2 separate regions of the Mus musculus genome follow, and region 1 is linked to region 2. A link is a contact called in public Hi-C data. All regions are on one chromosome and are shown on one strand. The core of a region is the stretch at or near the end of the contact, and the rest is flanking DNA. Distances in the headings are between cores, read along the strand shown.

What was found. Hi-C and Micro-C count contacts between places; a contact is called where the count stands out from the background.
Region 1: a Hi-C map of myocytes shows a contact between it and region 2, with 2.8 times the contacts expected there. The contact joins the enhancer-like site here to the promoter of Cavin4 in region 2. A contact is called at or near these places in 2 of 39 promoter capture datasets (hippocampal neurons and stem cell-derived epiblast-like cells) and 1 of 484 Hi-C or Micro-C datasets (myocytes).

The regions. Positions count from the first base shown.
Region 1 is chr4:49,583,994-49,591,187 of GRCm38.p6, reverse strand. It overlaps Pgap4 (post-GPI attachment to proteins GalNAc transferase 4), which reads left to right. Exons shown (of 2, transcript NM_025944.4): 2 at 3,947-6,682. The coding sequence starts at 4,022. The coding sequence ends at 5,233. Among named protein-coding and RNA genes, the nearest start is that of Gm33106, 8.2 kb to the left of the region's middle. Within about 2 kb of position 4,162, at least 9 of the 459 cell types and tissues checked have an H3K27ac peak or open chromatin away from gene starts, as enhancers often do. A contact at or near this core is called in myocytes, where this site is marked.
Region 2 is chr4:48,659,829-48,667,114 of GRCm38.p6, reverse strand. Cavin4 (caveolae associated 4) reads right to left here and starts at 3,601. Exons shown (of 2, transcript NM_026509.3): 1 at 3,086-3,601. The coding sequence starts at 3,493. Tmeff1 (transmembrane protein with EGF-like and two follistatin-like domains 1) reads right to left here. Exons shown (of 10, transcript NM_001356272.1): 10 at 3,984-5,114. The coding sequence ends at 5,030.

The DNA.
Region 1 (7,194 bases), core at 2,913-5,412, 920 kb before region 2:
GCAGTCTTATTGGCTTCTGGAAAAAGGTGTCAGAGAAATCATCTAAACCAATGGTTTTCAACCTTCCTAATGCTGGAATCCTTTAATATGGCTCATCATGTTATGGTGACCCACCAACCATAAAATTATTTTTGTTGCTACTTCATGTACCTCTCTGTGGCTGTCTCTGTCACTGTCTCTTCCTCACTCTCCCTCTATCTCTCTTCTCTCATATAAAGAACATTGAAGGTAATTTAAAAGTACCCCAGAATCTAATCCTTTAATGCTTAACAGGCACATTTTAGGCATTCACTGTCATGTGTTTTTTTATTTCTTCAGAATATTCAGACTAAAGATATTCACTGCTTTTTGCTATAGTCATATGTACCTGAAGTGTTTGTAACTCCACATATGAAAACAGAAACATCTAAACACCTTAGTTCTTATAAACCACTGAGTTTGGGGGATCATTTTGGAAGCCTGCTCTGACCCTTCAGTTCCCCATGATTGGGGGACAAAGCTTATGCCCTGTGAGGGTTTGGGGATTTCTCTGAACAGATTGTGAGAGCCTTTCTTTTCTTCTGAGGGTCTAGAAACCTGCCTACAGGTCTTTGTTTCTAACTGTGAGCTTCCCCCTCACAGAAGAGTGAGTTTTCTTGCCCCTTTTGCTTTACCCAGTGGATGGCATGTGTAGACTTGATGTGCAGCAGACCAACAAGGGTGCAAATCTGACTCCACCTTAGCTTCCCTGACCCAAGAGCCCAGCCCTGGTAGCCATTTCCTCTGCACTTTGATCCATGAGGAGAAACACATTGGGTGCCTGACTCCAGCCTGTCCTCTGTATTTGAATTTCCTACAGTGGAAAAAGTTCCTGGGATTAAAGGTCCTCTTTATGTCAACATGGGCACACCATTTCTGCGCCACCTGTACCATCATAAGCCATAGCACTTACTGTACACCTGGTATTTTCCAAGCTGATTGTCTTATCTTCTTGCCTTTGTACCTAATTTCGTCCTCTGCATGGTCTTTCTCCCTGGGGTAATAACCAGGACAGAAGAGTAATAGGAGCAGGAAACCACCTAAATGGCCAGAGCTTCTGAACTAGAGGCATGGGATTGCCCCAGTTCCAATACTGGGTGTCCAGCAATAGTGATGAGAGACTAATGAGGCCAGGAGAGGCACCAGTCTGTGATGTACTAGAACTCTTTGGACCTCAGCAGATCAGAGGAAGACAGAACAAGTTTATAGTATTGTGATGTTCACAAATCACCAAGCCCAGGGTCATATGCTACCAAAAGCTCCTTGCTTCTTTTCCTTTGGGGCTGTTCTCCAGGTCTCTTGACATTACTAAACTCCTTTGACTCACAACTGCATTCTCAGGACCATTGTCTTCTGTTGCAGACTTGACTCTACTTCTTTGAAATGTGTCACAACATAGAAGAGAGATGTTTGCTGTTCTACATGACTGTACATGGCAAGTCAGAATAACTACCCTACAGGAAAAAAAAAAGTCCAAAAATCATTAGTGGCTGGATACAGTTGTCTACATGTAGCTCACACACTAAGCAGTGTCGGTGTCGGGAGGGGAGAGGTGAGCAGTTGGAGCAGACTCTCTTCTAGATCCATAGAGGTGCTCTATTCATCTATTCATCTCCTTTCTTCTTGGCTAGCCCTAGTCATATGACCCCTACCCTGAAGGGCAGGAAATGAAGCTCAGTGTAAAGGTAGAATGCAGATATGGGAGTACTGGCAGACAATACAGCTGAACCTCAGGAGACATGGAGAGCCCTCATCACTTACAAGCTGGACCGCTTTCCTTCAAGTGACTACAAACACTTCCGAGGTGTACTGGCTGGTTTTGTGTCAACTTGACACAAGCTGGCGTTATCACAGAGAAAGGAGCTTCAAGTGAGGAAATACCTCCATGAGATCCAGCTATCAGGCATTTTCTCAATTAGTGATCAAGGGGGGTGGGCCCCTTGTGGGTGGTGCCATCTTTGGGCAGGCAGTCCTGGGTTCTATAAGAGAGCAAGCTGATGGCCTCTGTATCAACTCCTGCTTCCTGACCTACTTGAGTTCAGTCCTGACTTCCTTTGGTGATGAACAGCAATGTGGAAATGTAAGCTGAATAAACCCTTTCCTCCTTAACTTGCTTCTTGGTCATGATGTTTGTGCAGGAATAGAAACCCTGACTAAGACACGAGGCAAGAGTATACTTTTGACGCTATAGCTATCAGTTAGTTTTGCCTTCAGCCTACTGCTCTTATACTGGTTTCATTATTTTTAACTTTGTTGTTTGGTGTGAATCTGTTTTCCATCAGAATGTTAGAATTTCTTGCTCCTCAAATATTACTCAAATTTGCACCCCATTTTTTCAGTGTGTGGGGTGAGGGTGGGGGTACATGCACATGCGCAGTTTGTGTAGGTGTGCATATACATGTGTGCATGCACACATGCAGATTGAGTGGGTATACATGTACATGTGTGCATGTGGATGTGGAGACTAAAAATGAACCTCAAATGTCTCAGACAAGTCAACTTTGCTTTTGTCCCTTTTGATGTGTGTTTATGTGTTTTCCTGTTCATGTATACAAATGTGCCATGGGGGATTGCACGGGTCAGAAGACAAACCGTTAATATCAGACCTTCTCTTCTGTCTTGTTTGAGATGGTTTCACAGCTGCCCACACCAGACTTGCTGCCTCCAAGCTTTCAGAAATTCTGTTTGTGCCTCCCGTCTCCCCATAGGAACAACTGGCATTATAAGCAAATGCCACCTGGGCCAGCTTTCATGTGGGATCTGGGGATTTGAACTCAGGTCATTATGCTTACACAGCAAGCACTCTTTTCTATTATGCTACTTTTCCAGCCTCTAACTTTGCTTTTAGTCTAGGATCTCTGCACTGGCAGGGAATTCGACCAGCAGGCTAAGCTGGCTAGCCAGTGAGCTCCGGGAGCTGCTTGTCTCTGGCTCCACCTCCCCGTGGTCGGATTATAAGGATGTGCTTCCATATATGGTTTTTGGGGGAGAGGCTGGTCTTCGGGTTTAAATTGGGGTTCTCTGTTTGCAAAGCAAGACTCTAGCTTCACAGGACATATTTTAATGACATTTTTATCCTGTGTAACTTTTCTCTCTGGCGTATTTCTTAATACCTGTAATAAAACCACAAAACAGATTATTTTATTTTAGAGCCGAAGAATCCAGGACATGGAGAGGTGAAGTGACTTCCTACCAACCAAGGAGTAGATCTGGAGTTCACACCTTACACTCATTTTCTGAGGCATCATGTCCCAAGACATTCCTTCCTGGACCAGGCTGTTAGTCCACAGTTTGCTTGCATAAGGAAGATACTAATTCCTACTGGTTCTAATGATAGTACTATCAAAATAAATTAGGAGGACAATCAGAATTAAATGATTAGACTAAATGAGATTAGAGAAATCAAAGATGACATTAACTAACAAGCACCACCAACTATTCCCTCCCTCCCACACCGTTGGCATATGCAGAAAAGGATCTCAGAAATCACGCGGTCAAGTACTGTGCATTTATGCTGCAGCTTACTCAAACTCTATGTCTTCTGTGTGGAGCCTTGGGTTTTTTTCATTTGGTTGGTTTTTGTTTTGTGGCCCTGTGTTAACACCCATGTCTTTGTAGCAAGTGAATCAAAATAATAGTTTTACCAACTGCTGGTTATTTTATGACACACTGTGAAGTTAATGTCACATCCTTAGGCATGGAGAGTTGGTTGAATGCACTGGCTACCTCTAATCATAAACAGGGTGAGCATTGGCAAGGCTCACTTCACTGGTGGACAGAATGCAAGAAAACAATCAGTGCAGAAAATTCTTTTCAAGTCTCTAGTGGCTACAAGACCTTGAACTGGGACTTCTGATTCGGTGTGTGCTGGGCTGCAGTGTTGGAAGTTTTTGAAGTATTGTGTTCTGACTCTACCTTTTCTCCTTAGGTTTGACTTCATGCTACTGCCCTGAGATCCAGGATGGTTTGTTCTTGGGACCAGACATGACCAAAAGTTGACACCATGACCACGTCAACCTCTCCAGCTGCCATGCTTCTCCGGAGGCTTCGGCGACTCTCCTGGGGCAGCACAGCTGTGCAGCTCTTCATTCTAACCGTGGTGACATTTGGCTTACTGGCCCCGCTGGCCTGCCACCGGCTCCTCCACTCATATTTCTATCTGCGTCATTGGCATCTAAACCAGATGAGCCAGGACTTCCTGCAGCAGAGCCTGAAGGAGGGGGAAGCTGCCCTTCACTACTTTGAAGAGCTGCCCTCTGCCAATGGGTCTGTGCCCATCGTCTGGCAGGCCACTCCCCGCCCCTGGCTGGTGATTACCATAATCACTGTGGATAGGCAGCCTGGCTTTCATTATGTCTTACAGGTAGTATCCCAGTTCCATCGGCTTCTGCAGCAGTGCGGCCCCCAGTGTGAAGGGCACCAGCTCTTCCTGTGCAATGTGGAACGGAGTGTGAGCCATTTTGATGCTAAGCTGCTCTCTAAGTACGTCCCTGTGGCCAACCGCTACGAGGGCACCGAAGACGATTACGGTGATGACCCTTCCACTAACTCATTTGAGAAAGAGAAGCAAGACTATGTGTATTGCCTGGAGTCATCGCTGCAAACCTACAATCCAGACTATGTCCTGATGGTGGAGGATGATGCTATTCCAGAAGAACAGATCTTCCCAGTATTGGAGCACCTCCTGCGTGCTCGCTTCTCTGAGCCACACCTCCAAGATGCCCTGTATCTAAAGCTCTATCACCCAGAGAGGCTACAGCACTACATCAACCCAGAGCCTATGCGGATCCTGGAGTGGGTTGGTGTGGGCATGCTGCTGGGGCCTGTGCTAACCTGGATCTACATGAGGTTTGCCTGCCGCCCAGGCTTCAGCTGGCCTGTCATGCTTTTCTTCTGTCTCTACAGCATGGGGCTGGTGGAACTGGTGGGCCGACACTATTTTCTGGAACTGCGGCGCCTGAGTCCCTCCTTGTACAGTGTGGTTCCTGCCTCTCAGTGTTGTACCCCGGCTATGCTCTTCCCTGCCCCTGCTGCCCGCAGGACCCTCACCTACCTGTCCCAGGTGTACTGCCACAAGGGCTTTGGCAAAGACATGGCACTGTACTCTCTGCTGAGAGCCAAGGGGGAGAGGGCCTATGTGGTGGAGCCCAACCTTGTGAAACACATTGGGCTCTTCTCCAGCCTACGGTACAATTTTCATCCCAGCCTACTGTAGGAGTGCCAAGAAATGCTTTTCTGCTATTAGCTATTTCTCTGGGAGAGGCACACACTGGATTCTTTATTTAGATGTGGTTGCTTGCAGATATTTCATTGGTCAATGTTGCTAGGTGTTGCAGGCACTGGGACAGGGGAGGAATGCATCGAGTGAAAAGCCCTGACTGGGAAACCTCCAGAAGAAGCAGGAGTTTGCCACAAGTTGGATCTCTCTCCCTCTACACAGCCACACTGCCTCATGCAGTCTGCCTCTCTCCGTGAGGATGAAAGTCAGTGGTAGTTATCTTCTCTGTGTCTGCAAGTTCTGGCTCGTGACAGAGCCCAGGACTGCCAAAAATCTTGTGCACTGTGCTGCGAGACTTGAATTAGGATTTTAAGGGTAGAGTATGGTGAACAGTCAGACGCTTTTGAACAAATTCCTTTCCCACGGTTCAAGAGCGGATGTGTGCTGAGAATCTATGCCCAAAGAAGGCAGGACCATGTTGCCATATTCTATTTGTTTTCCTTGGCCTGGTGTAATAAAAGTGTCAAAGTTGTTCTGTGTCAGTTGTCTTGGAGGTGGTGATCTGGCTCTTCTGAGATACAGTGACTTCTTTTCCCAGTACCTGTTGTGTATTCAGAGTAAATGCTATGGATGAAGGCTTTAAGCACAGCAGAATCTCCGTGCGCTTTCTGAATAACCCAAGTCGGGTTGCTTCTGTTAAATACACAGCTAATGCAGAACATTTCTGTGATAGTGTGATTCCTTGGCAGGTGGATATTTCAGAAGGAGACAGAAGAATGACCTCCATACTAGGAGCGTAGCCTTCTCCCTACATTTGTGACCTGAAGCTTCACCCTCATTCCATTTTTTACTGGTGACAGTGTAGCATAGAAGACCAAGTATGGCCTGGGAAGTGAAAAACCTCCTGACTTGTATATTCATGGCTTCAGGGAGACACGCTTGAGAGATTTTTATATCTAAAATATTTTAATTGTATGTGGGAGGAGGCATGTTTATGTGTGTGGAAATACGTTCCTGTATCTGTAGGTTATTACGGAGGTCAGAGGTTGACATCTGGTGTCTTTCTCAGTTGTTCTCTGCTGACAGGGGGCCTCACTGAACGCATCATTCACCAGTTTGTGCTCGACTGGCTAAGCAGCAAACTCCAGAGAATCCCCTGCCTCCGCTTCCCTGCTACACGGTTGCAGATATGTGGCACTCTGCCTGCCTGCTGGGGAACAAGCTCAGATCCTCACCCTTCTGTGGCACGCACTGTATCAACTGAGCCATCTACCTAGCCCACGTTTGTACATTTTAGTAAGATATTTGTGTTTAATGGGGACTTAGGGCGTGTGGCTTTCAACTGAATAGTAGCTGTTTGAGCCCAACCACTGCTAAAAACAGTGACTGGTTTTTCATTGTGGTTTCTAATTATTTACAGTTCAGCTTACATCTAGCCCCACCTCCAATAAAAAAAGAAACAAAGAAACAAACAAAACCAAACCAGTTGTTCATTCTGGAAATTAGCCAAGACTCCTGTTGGAATGATTCCAGGACTAACTTCTGAAACTTCCTTCTCTTGAGTCTTACAGCAAATGTTCCCAGATAGTAAATTCGCAGCCGGCAACTCTCTTCCTGAGGATGGATAATTATATTAGGATTTAAGCCGTTGCCCAGTTTGGATGTCACATTTTGTTTGCTGTTAAATTCCCAGAGTGTTCGCAAGCATTGAGGGAGAATGATTGGTTACACTTGCTCTCCGGGTGAACAAGTTCAGACCCAGAGATGTTAAGCCGGTCTGAGAAGTGGAGAAGGCAGCTAAGAGCCTTATGCCAGGGCTAAAGGCTCGTTTAAGTGCTGAGCTTAAGGGCTTAAGGGCTGTAGGAGAGCTGAGGTTCTCAGTCCCTAAGACAGGCACAGGTTATGGGGGGCAGTGAAAATCTCCAGTAGTCTTGCGCATCTTCCAGAATTTAAATTAG
Region 2 (7,286 bases), core at 2,352-4,851:
TATCAAAGTCCAGGTAAAACTAGCTTTTTATTGTTTTTGAGACAGGGTCTCACATAGCTCAGGCATGCCTCAAAAATCACAGGATATCTGAATTCCCAATCCTCCTGCCTCAGCCTGGCAACTGACAGGACTGTAGGTTTACACCACCACACCTGGTCTAAAGGACCATTGTTACAGCAGAATGAATGCTAAGGATCCGAGAAAAGTGGAAGCGAATCAGTATCAAAGGAACACAGCCAGCAACACTTTGGATACACAGAAGTGCAGAACTTATCATTAGAGGAGACTGAAAACTTTCTAGCCACAGACTTGTGCTTCCTTAGTAACTGCAATTGAGAAGCTACGCTGTGGCTCATGCCACCCACGCACAGGGAGAGGGATCACCAGTGTTCAAAGAGAAACAACCTGGGTAAGAATGTCAGGCAACCTTTAAATGCCAACATTCAGAATTTGGCCAAAAGCTTAGACGTATACAACTGTAGAAGATAAGACACCAATAAATATTATCAACAAAAGAGATGCCTGGGAAAACTTAAGGAATATCTCAGATAAAAATGAAGATATATGGGGGCTGGTGAGATGGCTCAGTGGGTAAGGGCACCCGACTGCTCTTCCGAAGGTCCGAAGTTCAAATCCCAGCAACCACATGGTGGCTCACAACCACCCGTAATGAGATCTGGTGCCCTCTTCCGGTGTATCTGAAGACAACTACAGTGTACTTACATATAATAAATAAATAAATCTTAAAAAAAAAAAAAAAAAAAAAATGAAGATATATTTAAGCGGCCTAGCTCAGTTTCAAATAAGTTTAGAAGGGACAGTCTTCGATGAGAATTAAGTAAGGTTAATCTTAACTGCTAAAAATAACCATGTAAATATATCTATATACATTCTAACCTATAACAAGTACAGAAATTTCAGTCTTAGGTCAACAATATGAAACTTCCTATTTTCCCTGTAGGCTTCTAAAAGGTAGCAATTTGTTTTGTTTTGACAAACTCCTGCATAATTTATACATCTTAGTTTCACATCATCTTCAAGGTAGTCTGTCTTAAAAGAAAAGAGCTTTATGATTAGCTAGTATCTCTCAGTTTCTTTATGGAACTATAGAATCCAAACACAGGAAGGAAATACCAGCAAGTTACAGAGAATAGAAACAAATAGAAAAACAGCTTTTCTGTAGGGGTCAGGGAGAGAATTTCACCGATAGATGGAGCCAGGTGAAATTTCTGTTTCCTTGCTGCAGCTTCTGTGAATCCTGAGGGAACTGCTTTGCTTATAGGTTCCCCTGATACGTGGGGCCCCCAGTGTTCTTCCTGACATAAGCATGCACATGAGGGTGAGCAGGCAGTGGCTGATGCCCCAGGAGGTGAATGGATCTATTCTTTGGTCCCATGCCCAGCTCATCACTATCTGCACCAGTACTGGAATGGACACCTGAAGTCAGGTGACATTTTTAAGCCTAGAGAAAGGCCTCTCGGAGCTTATAAGAAAAGGGTGATGGGAAAGAACTTTAAAGACACCAGTGTACTCTTCTATCTTCGAAATTCCCCATCTTTTCCCTAAATACCCTGTGAACTGATAAAAACAAATCCAAAAGTACCTCTCGCCCATTCCAGCGTAACTTGAGTCTGGGACACTGCCGAATGCACAGAGAACGTGAAGGTTACAGGCCTGACGTTTCTATCACTGTTTCTGTATTTCATGTTGTCTGCTCTTCTAGGGTTCTGTGCACACTGACTTCCACTTTTAAAAGTATATAGATGTGTGTATGCATGGATGGACATTCCCACACATTCCTGACTTTATGCTTACAACAAATCCTCTGACACACAGGAAATTCGGGGCCAGTAGGTTTGGAAAAATTTAAAGTTCATAATACATACTATCAAAAATGTCTCCCAAAATGTGCCAACTGATTCTCCCAAGAGCAGAACTGGAAAGACGGGCCTTCCCTAACCTTTGTACTTTGGATTTACAGTTCTGTACCAGCCAGTGTTTAAATAGGCAAGCAAAGATCCCTGGTGTCATCTGCTTTGTCTTTTCTTATCATCGTTCATTCTTAATGTGACTAAAGAGTCCAACTTGTCCATTTAATTTACAAGAGCTTAAGAAATATACTGTATTTTTATAATACAATATATGTATTTCCCATAGGGTCTTTTAAAAACATATATTGAGCATTTATAGGATCTTAGCGGGGGGGAAAAAGGCTTCCCAATTGAGTAAGGAATTATTTATGGACTTCTATATCTGTATTATTGTAAGAATAATATTAAGACATAAAACTTAATGGGGAGTTGGGACTCAGTGTCTATAGTACTAGCACTTGGACGGCTGTGGCAGGATCACCACCATAGTTTGAGGCCAGCCTGGATTATTAAATAGTGAGGGTTAGGTCACCATGAACTATGGGCTGGACTGTCTTACAAAACCAGTCAACATTTTTAACACAAATAATGGCCTGATTTGGAAACACTTAGCTTTTCTTATTGTGAATAATACAAAAAAAATTCCAATGGACAAACTATATTCAGAGTTTTTGATTTACTGGTTGAGTTCTTGGTAAGAATAAATCTATGACTGCCTGGGTGCTGGCTCCTAAACTGTTCTCTTTTAGGGGGCTGCTGTAAATCAAACACAAGCCTCGGCCACATGAACAAGTGTTCTACTCCCGAACTGCATCCTTGGAACCTCCCGGTTTCTTCTTTTATGTAGCAAAACCAGTCTTCAAACTTGAGATTTCTTAAGACCCTTTTGGCTCCAACATTCTAAAGTCTACTGGGTCACTGTGTTTACTAAGACTCAAATGCTGAAAGAACCTGACAGTATTGAGTTTCAAAGGCAAGAAATAGCCCGAGCCACAAGCCACAGTTCACATTCCATGACTAATAAGAAGCCTGACCCATGGGCGAGAGACAGCAGCATTGGTTAGGAATGGTTCTCTCTCCCAAGGTGACTATTTGGCGAGCTCAGTATATTCCCATATACCATGGCTGACATGTGACATTGGACACCCCTGTGACTCGGTGGCAAAGGATGAGAGGGAATATGGTCATCGAGCTGGCCCCAAATGCAAGCTTACCTGGAAGATTACCACTCGGAATTTGTTTTTCTTCATTATTTCTTCTTGCTTGGTTTCGACTTTGGTTACACGAACCTGTTGCTTCTCTACCCGGGCCTTGACATCCTTAATGTGAGCGCTGACTTTCCGGGTCTTCTCAAACAGCTTGTTGACAACGTAGCCCGTATTGCTGTGTGACTGTGAGAGCTTCAGCAGGTCTATTTGGACAGACTTTATCGCGTTACCCATTTCTCTGTGTCTCTCCTCAATTCTCTTCTGGCTTGCCTGCACACTGTCCACGACACTGGCCACTCTGTCCAGCACGGTCACAATGGTGAGGGCTGCGTCTTGGTCTTCATCTTCCGTCACACTTGACAACCGATTCTGGTGGATTTTACCAGCATTTGAAGCTGATCCGTTGTGTTCCATTTTACTTTTTTCTCAGCAGAAGGTGTCCTATGGCAATCCGGTTCCTACGCCTGGAGCCAAAAGTCGGCTAGGAAGCAGGCAACGGAGCTGCTTTAAAGGGTTGAAAACCGCACCCTGGAGAGTGGTCAAGTATTTATAACACAAGTGCCCATACGTGACTGCCCTGCAACATGAGCCCTTGCAAAGCACCGGGGCCGGTTCCAAACATGCTTGCCGACTGACTAAGGACCTCAAATAAGTCTGTGTGGGTGGGAGGGGGAAACTGTGAGAAGAAGTTCACTAAAGCCACTATGTTACTCATACTGAGCCTGCAAGCCAAGTTGCTTCAAACACTGAACTAAGTTTTTCTCTTTGGATCATTTCAGGGGGTGGTTTGTAAAAGGAAAGAGAATTCTGAACTGCAATCTTCTTGTCCTATGAATTGTTCCTATTATTAGTACTAACAGACCAATATCAAATAATACAATAAATGAGCACACAAAGCAGACCGTATAGTGAAAACATTATATTATAACATGCTTTTCCAAATCAAATTATTAAAATTAATATTTAAGTTTAAACATAGTCTTTAAACTCTACATGCATACTTTTGACTGGCTAAACTACATGTTAAACGCCTCGATACATTCTACTCACAGTTCAGACTTTGAAACACCAACGATCTATTAATAGAGCTACTACAGGACAGATTTGAATTAGAGGTCTTAGGTCATTTTTAAGCTCACTTTCAGAGCACCAATCATTAACAATTATTTCTGCATTGTATTCACAAACACTGATATAATTTGTACATTTATATTAAAACAAATACAATGTTTAAAAATGAATGTGTATTAAAGTAGTTTAGCTGATACTGTAGGTTTTATTGCAATCTGCTCATTAAACGCCCTATCTTGACAATATCTAAACCTATTTTCAGTGACCTGTTCCACCGTTAATTCCCAGGCCCCTTTTAAAATGATTAGGATTATTTCTTCAAGGAGAGAAATAGTCAACTGCAGTTTGTACAGCTTATAAATATGTGACATCTAACACATACACACAGCTTGGCAGCCCATGCAATAGGGGAAGTGTCTAAAAAAAATCAGATACTAAACCTCAAAAGCATTTAAATATCTATTTAAACACAGTGTCCTCTAGATTTTTTTTGTAAGAAAAGTAATCTGTAAACATCTTTACTTTAGTTCATGCTTTGTCATTTGCTGTGGTCACTGGGGAAGAAGTATGACTTTATGACCACCGTGAAGTGGGTCCATCCGTCTCTGCAAAAATATTACATTCCATGGATAAAGAACAAGTCTTAGTAGTATCACCATGTGTTACAAATTCGTGAAGCCAATTTCTGTATTTAAAAACATAAAACAGAGACTACTAAACAGTCAAAAACTGTTGTAGCTAAATATTCTAAATACGAGCCAACAGTACTACACTAAAAATGTCCAAAAATAAGGCCTCTGAAATAAATATTTCCATTCTTTAAAAAAAGACATAATAAATGTACATCACGTGGTCAGTGCGCATATAAAAGTCCGCGGCTCAGACCATTCTGGATGAAGTGTCTGAAGTAAAATGACCCAGGTTCTGCTTCTGCCTCCGCCCTCTATTGTTCTTGGGGCATTTCCTGTTGCATTGAAAATACAGATATTAAAAAACAAAATCAGTTAAGGATGTTTAAACTATGTCAAAGTAACGCACAGTTCACACACTGCACCCGTTAGAAAAGGAAGTAAGAGACTTAATTCAAGGCACAATGACTGGTTGTTCTTTGCTCTATAGCTGGAGTTGGGAGGGGTCACACACTGCTGATACACATTTCTGAGAGGGACGTCGGCCTCTCTGGCCCGGTAAGTCCTCAGTTCCCGAGACTGATCGCTGTGAAGGTGAAAAGATGCTGACCTCACTACTTTTCCTGAGCATTATCACAGCGCCAAGGCGACAAGGAAGCTTCTCTGACGGAGAGCAATAGCACAACACCGATGATCTCAGACAGGATGCGCGGAAGCCCTCTAAGTCAATCAGAGCTGGAGTACACCTAGTTGCGGCATGCCACAGAACCGCCCAGGAGACTGGGCCCCTCCCTACAGGTGAGGGATTCCTGGTCCCTGATCTTACATTTCAGTAAAGGTGGTCCTAATGTGGAACAAACCTCCAGACAGTGTTAACTATTCCTTTCTCTACCCACCAGACTGCATGATCAGCTCTTGCAAAGGAGTGTGTGAATGCAGAGTAAGGCACTTATGTGGATTCTGGCCACTTTGAGTTTGGATCCTACTGTTAGTATCGGTAGTAGCCATCTGTGCAAATTCGATGCTCCTGTGTGGAAACAGCCTCATTACAAGACCATTTCCACTGTATTTGCCCTAATATTCCATGTTTGCATTCAGTTTCAAAGAGGGCTGCTTTGCCTTAACTTAAAAGCCTTAACGACAATGTTTCTGATGGTTTCAGTGGATTTTCTTTCACTAATCCTTATAAATATAGTCTGATGCAGACAGGGCTGGGATCATATCCATTTCATAACGAGGGAGCTGGCTGACAGGCTAAGCAACTGGTTTCAACTGTCACTAACCCACCATGACCGGGAGGAATTCCAAGTTCCTGGGACCAGGCCTTTTTCTTCTATACAGTAGAGTTTGGCTAAGACATGTTCAAAGTCCCTGCCAATTTGCCATTCTAATAGTCTGAAAAAAAATAAAAGACTCCAAGCATAAAAGAAGAAAATATGACTCACAGATAAGTGGGGTGGTAGGAACATCCATTTAAAGAAAGATTCCTCACAAGAAACAGCCATCAAAGATGTACAGCTGTCCCCTAATGGACTACATGGGAGAGGCGTGCCTTAAAAATTCAATGGTGTGGTCCAAGAACATAGTCACAGGATTCCACATACAAGACAGCAAGCTATTCAGGGGCTGGGGTGGGAAAAGGCTGTGTTTCTTATATAGCAGTAAATGTGGCCATAATGGGGCACAAATGTCAGGATAGTACAACTACTCTTCCTACCACTCGGGGCTTTCCTCTACTAATGCCCTAAATGGTCTCCTCTTATCACACATCGGCCCCATTCCAATCAGTTCTGCACATGACCATTAATAGGGTTCAAACACACTAAACCTTGACAACATCAAGTTTGGTTGCTGTCCCCATGCAATGGTCACACCTGGCTGATCTAATCCTAACACAACTCAACATGGCCCCATCTCTCAATGGTTCAGTAGAAAGAGGAATAACTGAAGGATCAAACAGCACTGAGTCCAAACCCAGGCACTTCCCCTTGCGAGCTGAATGACCACAGGCAAGGTGGTTAGCCTCTGAGCCTGTGTGAAACGACCAAGGCCGTGAGGCTGTTAACTGTTTTTCCCATCTTCTTTTCCTGTTGTCATTGTTTGTTATAGCATTCTGTCCCAGCTTTGATCTACTGCCCAATTTTATGCTCAGTTGTCTTGCCGAAAGGCAGATCATCTGTTCTGTGGAATAAAGCATGCTGACTTTAGTGCCTAAACTTCATGGAGAGTATCAGCTACTCGGGGAACATTTTTCCATCATTTCTAGATTTACCATTTTGCCTCCAGGGTGCTGGGACTCTTGCAGGTCTTTTTCCAGGACTTGGATAGATGGCCTATCAACCCAATCAGCTTGTCAATATCTGCTTGCTATACTATGACTCTCTGCCCCAAGCCCTGGCCCTCAAAAGGCAAGAGAATACAAAAGATAATGTTCATGGAACATGAGAACCAAACCTTAAAGGAAGTAGGAAGAGATGAGGAAAAAACAAGGAGAGAAGGCAGGATAT